3 separate regions of the Mus musculus genome follow, and regions 1 and 2 are each linked to region 3. A link is a contact called in public promoter capture Hi-C data. All regions are on one chromosome and are shown on one strand. Each heading gives the region's core, a stretch centred on a gene start, on an enhancer-like site or on the middle of the called end of the contact. The rest is flanking DNA. Distances are from core to core; before and after follow the strand shown. Region 1 overlaps Gm46781 (a long non-coding RNA gene). Region 2 holds the start of Prelid3b (PRELI domain containing 3B). Region 3 holds the start of Rtf2 (replication termination factor 2).

Region 1 (2,700 bases), core at 153-2,652, 2.2 Mb before region 3:
CTTTGCCATTAAGTGTGGTCAAGTGACTCTACCTACCCACTGAATTTCCTCAGGGCAACACAAACCCCAGGCCTGGATAATTAAGTACACAGCATTAGCCGCAGGGCCAGGTATAGCATCAATGCTAATTGTAGTATTGTTGAGAAAAGGATTATCCTCCAAGGACTCTCTCTGGTCCTAGGGCATCTCAGTAGACACAGTCCCAAGGGGATGCTTCCTTCTCTCCATAGAGCAACACCAAAGCTTTGGAGGAGGTTATCTGAGGAGACAGGAGCCCTGTGGCTTGCTGGGAATACACAGATCAAGGTGGCAGGTCACGCACACATCACCACGCCCCATAGCCTCATGTATCCACCTCCACACCAGCCCCCTCACATCCACATCCGAGAAGAGAGAACACGAGAACTCGGGTGTGCACTCACCCCAGCCCACGTGCGCTGGGAACACAAGGGGCTATCAACCTGTTACCCTTGCCCCTGTTAGAAGCCCATGGGCAATGGGGGACTGCTCATGGATCTCCCACCTAGGTGAGCCTGCCAGGAGGGCCAAGTGTATTTGCATATAATTTGCATGTGTTGACACAACCCTTCCCATCTCTGCACAGAGCTTTCCCAAGCTAACCTGTTATTACTGCCTCTCTGAAGTTGGCGCCGCCGCTCGCCCACCCACTGCCAGTGAGTACTACGCATGGAGACGGTCTAGGAGCTGGCAGATCAGATCAGATCACTTCAGCAACTCGCACAGCCTCACAGCCTCAGTTTCTCCTCTGGACAATGCATACCAAGACAGCTCTGTACAAAAACTCCCGATGTAAAATGTCCAGAGTGAAGTATTGCTTGCATGGAGGGAGCTCTTGATTTGCAGCACAGGGCTCAGAACGGCCTCTGGGTGAAGAAGTCGGTTCCCTAGGCCTCAGTGACTAGTTGTCACAAACTCAAAACTACAGGACTCTTAGTTAAATTGATATTTCCTGGGAACAGTTGAGTAGTGTTTTAGGAAGAACTGCTTCTATACGACCTTCTTGTATCAAGACAATAGTCACTGTTTAATTGAAATTTAAAATTTAGCCGGGTGTCCTAGATTTTTATCTAAACGCCTTACCTGGGGCCGAGGCCAGGGGGCTCCTGTCATTACTAATATCCTGTTTTCTTACTGTTCTTACAAAGCTCTGGGGGACATGGTCTCTGTTTCCCAAATGTCCTGCTTCCTACTCTCGGATAGGAAGCAGGGGGGGCAGGAGGCTTCATGTGAGGTGAATTGAGAATTGTTGAGGGGGAGGGGAGGGAACACATGCTTCCTAATCTAGGTACAAAGCTAGTCTGTGCTCCCCTCTACTCTCTGTGAAGAGACTGGGCGGTTATCACTGTGAACGTGAGGCCCATGCTTCCTGTGGTGAAGAGCGCGAGTGTTTTCATCAACAGAACTGGTTTCTAGGGCCTCCTCACAGGATGTGAGGCCTGTGGCAGGTCACAGAGGAAGAGGCAAGCTGTGGCAGGGGCTACAGCTTGGGGCGGGAGGGCTGGTGGTGGAAGGGGGCTGCATGTGGGCCAGGCTGTGTCAGTCCAGGGGCTGGAGCAGGAATCCAGCCCCATGGTTATCTACAGAGAGCTCTCCGTCAGGCTGCATTCTGCTTTCCTTGATTCATATTCGGTATGATGCTAGACTTACTCCATTACAGTCTTTAAGTCTTTATCTAAGCTAGGCACCATGCAGGATGGGGCAGAGCTCAGCATCTGAGGTTAAGCCCCAGTTCTACTGGCTCCTCAGAGCCATGACTGAAGGAGCCAGGGATGGAAGTGTGGCTCAGTTGGTAGAGCGCTTGTCTAGCATGCATCAGGCCCTGGGTTTGTGATCTGCAGAGTGCATAGCACACCTGTCATCCCACCATCAGAAGGTGGCAGCAGGAAGATCAGACTGTCTAGGTCATTCTCAACTATGTAGCACGTTCCGGACCATCCTAGGCTACCTGAGAACCAGGAAAGACTAGAGAACGCCCGTCAAGCTTGCCTATGAGCCATGTGTGGTAACTAGGGAGAGCTCTGCATCTAAGGGCTTTGCCAGGACAAGCTTTTCACCCTGGGGAACAGGGACACTATTAGAAAACATGTGGCTCACCCAAGAGTGACAGTTTCCTTCGAGATTTGTGAAGAAGAGGAATTGTACGGTAAGACCAGAGGATAGATCATGGAGTGTATTGAGAGATAAAAATCCAAAACTTAAAACACAAGACTCCACATTCTTCCCATAAAGTAGCACTGGGCAGGCCCCACCCTTCGGGCAAGTTGCAAAGATGACGTAACACAAGGCATCACTTTTCCCTGCCCCCACCACCTTCATGAGACAGATCTTCCTTCTGGGAACATATGTTTCCACCATGTCTGCTTCCATGTGAATGGTTAAACCCTAAGCATCCACAGCAGCTGGGGCACTGAAGTAACCCCTTGGGCTCTCACAGGTTGCTAATGGCATGCTATGGTCAGACCTCCAACAGAGGCCAGGCACCTCGAAAAACCATTTTCCTCTTGGCTTCACCAAGATGTAACTGTGTACCTGTGGTTCAAGTATGGCTAGCCTAGAAGGGACCAGAGGATTTCATAACTAATGGAGACCTGTCCTTCGCATCTGTCCCTCATGAACAGTGTGCCCCGCCTATAGCATCCATCTAGCCCCCTTCTCCTAGGTCGAAGGTGCTTCAGAGGA
Region 2 (2,700 bases), core at 22-2,521, 2.0 Mb before region 3:
AGCTACCAACCATATTATTTCCTTCCTGTCTAATATAATTTTTCTATCTTTTAAAATATAAACTGCTTTGGCTATTTTAAAAAAAAAAATGATCCACCCTCCTAAATTAACCTGGCTTTATTTGTTTTTAACAATTGAACAAACTAGGGACAAAGGGTAATTCTAAGTAGCTCTTTAAGTACCGAGATGCAAAGATTTTCCTCCAACTGTCATTTCAAAAGGCAAATTGTTCTGTCGGGAGGCACAGGATGCGGGGAACAGGGTGCGCAGAGGTGGGAAGCTACACCTGAAACCCAAGCCAAGCAGTTCGTCCATCTTACCCGGCACATCTCTGAATAGAACCACATGCCATCCGCTCCTGCCCCCTCACTTCTTAGTCATTCTCTCACGAATGTCATCTGTAATTATTAGGTACAGGGAGGAAATCACTGAACAAGCCTAGCAAGAGCCTCACCCTCACGTGCCTACAGACTAGAAGTCAAGCAGATAAACTAAATGGCCTAATTAATTCATTCCTCAAATAACTATTTCATTTTCAATAACCTTTAAACCCCTGCTATCCAGAGGTGCTGAGTGCCATGATGGAGACAGGCCAGGGCTGGCTTTCTGGGGGATGACTTACAATGGGAGCTAACAGATAAACAAGATGACTCCAGAGTGGTAATTGCTGAGGAATATGTAACAGGAAGTTGTGGAGGCACAGGAGGGCGTGGGCATCACTGAGAAATGGTGATGGAGATGACCTATGACCGTAGAGCAATTGGTCCAGCCCTGTCTGGGTGGCCTGTTCCACCAAGGGTAACCAACCCTGGGCTGGCAAGGGCACGGGTGCTGATTGAAACCACCCCTGTCCCGCCACCCCACTGCTTAGATTGAAGAGGTGGGACTAACTCTCTAAGACCACACCACAAAACCGTACTCTGGCAAACGCCGCCAGGCTCAGCCACATCCAATGAGAACTTTAGACACATATCAGCAACCCGCCAAACCAGCCAAAAAGTCCCGCCGCCAAGGCCCGCGCATGCGTAGTGCGGCGCCGGCCGGCCGCCTCACTTTTCGGCTCTGCGCCGGCGCACTGAGCCTTCACGAAGGAGGGACTTGATTGCGCCGAGCATGGGGGGCGGGGCTTGGTTGCTCTGAGCCAAGAAGACTGGGCAGGACTGCGCCGCGGGGCGGAGCCAAACCCGGCTTGGCTAGGCCGCGGGATGGCACTTCCGGGCGTCCTAGCGCCTGGCTCGACGGCGCCTGCGCGCTGCGAGGCCGGCCGGCCGGGACGGGGCGGGGCCGGCGAACTTCTGTGCCTCACTGTCCCCGGACACTGAGGGACACCGGGCAGGCAGCTGGCACCATGAAGATCTGGACTTCGGAGCACGTCTTTGAGTGAGTGTGGGTGCGGCGCCCGCCTCCGGCGCCCTCGGGGAACTTCCTGGCGTCGGGTGTAGCGAGACAAGCGGAGCTCGGGACTCGGGGGGATCGCCAAGGTCACGACCCCGACCCGAGCTAGGGCTCCCTGTCCCCAGGCCTGGGAATTCCTCCCACACCGTCGCCACTGACGGAAGACAAGAGCGGGCCGTCGAGCCTGATCCGGAAGTGACTCCAGGGGTCACAGAGCACGAGGCCCGAGGGCTTCACAGGGTTTTGGGGTGTCCTGAGCGCCGACGTATCCAGGGTATCCTGGAGTTTCCTGACTGATACCTGACAGACTCACCGGGACCTGACTGAACCCCGACGGCTTGTGGTGGCTGGAGTGCCCTGACTGATACCTGACAGACTCACGGTGTCGTGGCTGAACCCCAGTGATGGCATGATGGCCTGAGTGACCTGGGTTGTTCTGACTGAAATCCCCCATGTTATAGCGCCCCTCACCCCCACGGACATCTAGAAAGCTGGCCACCCACGTGGAGTGTCTTCCTGTTGGTCTCAGCTCATGCTACCATGATGCCAAACATTGATGACAGTCAATCTGGAGAGCAGATCTCTTGATTTCTTGATCAAGATCTCTTGATCTAGAGACCAGGGCCTGCTCTTGCAGATAATTTGTCACCTCTGTTTCCTATTCCTCTCAGCCATGACAGCTGACTGATAGCCAGTGTCTGCTATCACATCCAGTCACAGCTTTATGGTTCTCTGAACTTATAGTGGGAAACAGGATCAGAGTCAGTGGGGTGTTGGGAATTATACCACCCAGGTTCATGGTGCCACACACAAGAACAACAGAGCTTTCTACCTAAATAACTGGTTTACGCCTTGTTCCAGCCCTCCTTTCTGACTGATTTATTGTGCTCTATTCTACAATGTCATCTTGTCATAGTTATTGTTGACTTACATCCGAAACCACTTCCAGATGATCTGAGCTCCTTCACTCACTTGGCCAATGTTGCCACACTGTTTTAATAGTATAGCTTTATGGTGCCTTTTAATCTACAAATGCCAATCCTGATTACTGAGGGTAATTGTAAAAGAAGTTTTACATAGTAGATCATATCTGAGTACCTGCTGTGTCCCAGAAAGGACAAACTACTAGAACTAGAAGGGACTCTCAACGTTTGTACCACTTCTGGGACTGAGGGGCTGTGGTCCTTAGGATGCTGTCTGTTTCAGAACAAGGGGTTCTGGACCCCAGTCCTCTTCTACATCTGAATGCTTTGCTTCAGAGCTGTTGGCCCAAAGTGTCATCCTTAGAACTTAGAACTTGTTCCT
Region 3 (2,700 bases), core at 81-2,580:
GGGCAGAAGAGAGGGCAAAAAGACAAGCAGAGGTTTGTTCACACAGGACCCAATGGAGTTTATTAGGGATGTGTCAGGAAGTTATGCAGTGTCTTAAGTACAACACTGGATGGGATTCACCTCCCATCCCAAAGTTCTCTGAATGTTGGATCAGGAAACATGATCCTCCCCGTGCTGGGAACTGTATCGGGGGCATTCTCTCCCCGTGCTGGGAACTGTATCGGGGGCATTCTGTGCCTTCTATTATTAAACAGTCATCATCAACACTAGCTTTGAAATGCACATAAATGGATGGGGACAGTGGTTCATGACTCTAGGCCACGTCAGTGGTGTTAACTAACTTTGCGGCATTCAATTTCCCATCCATTAAGTACACACTTTGCTCAATGTCTTGTAAGATTTACAGAATGCCCACGCATTTATTCAAAAATATTCACTGTGGCAGAAACTGTGCTAGTTCTGGAAGAAAAACAGTGCACAGAGTTCACCAGGAGGAGCTTGCAGTCACGTGACCATCAGCTGGGCTCAACCACCAATTCAGAGTGCTAAGAGCTGATAATTAGTTTAAGAAGGGTGTGACTTCACAAAGGGGAATGGTTTGGGGAGACTTTAATACACAAAGCTCAGGCTGGAGAGATGGCTCCGTGGTTAAGCCTGTGTACTGCTCTTCCAAAGGATCCGCGTTTGGTTCTAACAGCCAAGATTAATGGCTCACAAAAACCTGTAGCTCTAGCTCCCGGGCGTCCGATGCTTTCTTCTGGCCTCCTTGGATACCACACTCACACACAAAACATTTTTAAAAAAAGTATTATTCAAATACCAAGGCCTGTTGGCCAACACCTTTAATCCCAGTGCTCAGCAGGCAGAGGTGGGAGTCCCAGCCAGCCAGGGCCACACTGTGAGAGCCTTTCACAAAAACACACAAAGTCCATAAATAGCATCTATCACCGTGATCGTCGCTAGCTACAGATACGTTCCAGTCCTGGCTGGGCCACTAACTAGCTCTCCAGTCTCCGTCCCGTTCAACGTTAATGTTTCAAATCAACACAGCGTCTGTGGGGAGGATCCCAGTCTAACCGTACTGTTCAGTGCCTGCAAACAGTAAACCCTCCACAAGCGCTGTGACCACCGTTCATCCCGAGCCCCGCAGCCCGCAGTCCCCACTGACCTTCTCGACCTTCTTCGGCCCCTTCACCAGCTCGTGCCTCTTGGGGATGGTGCCTCCGTCGCAACCCATCCCAAAGCCGAAATCAGAAACCGTAGCAAAAACCAGAAGCCTTAGCAAAGACGAGAAGCCGTCGCTTCCGGGGTCTCTGGCGAAACCCTACCTACTTCCGGCGCTCCTTGATGACGCACACAACCAGCGCGCCGCGAAAGGGGCGGGGTCGCCGCGCGAGGCCTTGGTCCACACCAATTGTCTTGAAAATCTTGTCCGGGAGTTGGGCGTGGTTTCAGGGCGACGTGCTGGAGCATCCTTGGAGTGCGTCCACTTCCGGTCGTGGGCGGTCCCTGTTTTTTCCTCTGTGGTTCCGTAAGCTTGGGCCTGAGGGAGGACGGGAGAACATTTGTCGGGGTTGTCCCGAGGTCTGCGTCTCTGGCATTTTTGCAGACCAGTAGTGCTGTAAGTCTAAGGAGGAGATGGCCGGAATCTGTCTTCTCAGCTACCTCTCATGTATTTTAAATCCAGACTTAGAAAAGAAAAGACGTTGTGGGTGCTAGAGGGATGGCTCAGTGGTTAAGATCACTGACTGCTCTTCAGAAGTTCTGAGTTCCATTCCCAGCAACCACATGGTGGCTCACAACCATCTATAATGATATCTGATGCCCTCTTCTGGTGTGTTTGAAGACAGCTACAGTGTACTCAAATACATAAAATTAAAAAAAAAAAAAAAAAAAAGACGTGGTGGGTGGGCCTGCTTGTGCGCTACCTAACTGCAGATGCCTGTCGAGGCCTGAAGAGGGTGTTCTATCTTCCTGGGACTGGAGTTGATATGGTTGTGAGCTGCTGGGGTTCTGGGAATCCATCCTGTGCTTACTCAAAGAACAGCAAGCATTCTTAGCCACTGAGCGCCTCTCCACCCTGTATCCAGATGTATTTTGGGCAGAAGCTAGGGCTACAGTGTCTCCAACAAGCTTAGAGTAGCCACTCATCCCATTGTACCAGCTACAGAGATTAGTGCAGACAGAGAAAGGGGAGGGTGATCATATTGGGAAGAGAACAAATAAGGGGTTCAGTGACCCCCTAGTCTGCCTTTGGGGTACTAACATGAGCTGTAGGCCCAGAGGAACAACAGGGGCAAATGGTATGCATAAGTGAGCAGTCCTGGGATAAGTATGGCCTCCTTCATTTCTGTGTCTACACCAGTCCTGCAAGGTGGCCATTCTGAAGCCCACACTGCTTAAAGTGACCAGATAGTCTCAGATGACCATCTTTTCTGCCTTTTCACCCTCACTTAGGGGAGTGCTGTGTCCTCTGGGACTCCAATGCTCCTGGGATCCTAGGTGGTTGCAGGCCTAAGAAGTGACTTACTGTGCCTTCAGCTTTATGACACTAAACACCCTCAACTTGTCGATGGCTCTTTCAAGGGAGAGAGTCACACGTAGGTGTCTTAACAGTAGTTCTGCATCTGATTTTGTGGCTTCTGAAATTTCATAGCTCAAAGGATGCAACTTGCCACAAAATGCAGAGATCAATCAAAG

The links. Promoter capture Hi-C pulls out the DNA fragments that hold promoters and counts their contacts.
Region 1: a promoter capture Hi-C map of pre-B cells shows a contact between it and region 3, with 5 times the contacts expected there. The contact joins the enhancer-like site here to the promoter of Rtf2 in region 3. A contact is called at or near these places in 4 of 39 promoter capture datasets (the C10 cell line, hippocampal neurons, liver and 1 more) and 1 of 484 Hi-C or Micro-C datasets (CD4 T cells).
Region 2: a promoter capture Hi-C map of liver shows a contact between it and region 3, with 4 times the contacts expected there. The contact joins the promoter of Prelid3b here to the promoter of Rtf2 in region 3. A contact is called at or near these places in 5 of 39 promoter capture datasets (the 3T3-L1 cell line, 3T3-L1-derived adipocytes, erythroid cells and 2 more), 1 of 484 Hi-C or Micro-C datasets (regulatory T cells), 2 of 115 datasets of contacts at active chromatin or transcription factors (astrocytes and thymic regulatory T cells) and 2 of 9 other capture datasets (adipose tissue and liver).

What each region holds. Positions count from the first base shown.
Region 1 is chr2:174,601,178-174,603,877 of GRCm38.p6, reverse strand. Gm46781 (a long non-coding RNA gene) reads left to right here. Exons shown (of 2, transcript XR_003953979.1): 2 at 605-1,066. It also overlaps a transcript of Zfp831 not described here. Among named protein-coding and RNA genes, the nearest start is that of Gm46781, 4.5 kb to the left of the region's middle. Within about 2 kb of position 1,402, at least 105 of the 459 cell types and tissues checked have an H3K27ac peak or open chromatin away from gene starts, as enhancers often do. A contact at or near this core is called in pre-B cells, where this site is marked.
Region 2 is chr2:174,471,512-174,474,211 of GRCm38.p6, reverse strand. Prelid3b (PRELI domain containing 3B) reads left to right here and starts at 1,271. Exons shown (of 6, transcript NM_025531.2): 1 at 1,271-1,380. The coding sequence starts at 1,349. It overlaps Gm38546 (a long non-coding RNA gene), which reads right to left and starts at 1,201. Exons shown (of 2, transcript XR_867090.2): 1 at 623-1,201; 2 at 103-398.
Region 3 is chr2:172,439,208-172,441,907 of GRCm38.p6, reverse strand. Rtf2 (replication termination factor 2) reads right to left here and starts at 1,330. Exons shown (of 9, transcript NM_025542.2): 1 at 1,169-1,330. The coding sequence starts at 1,237.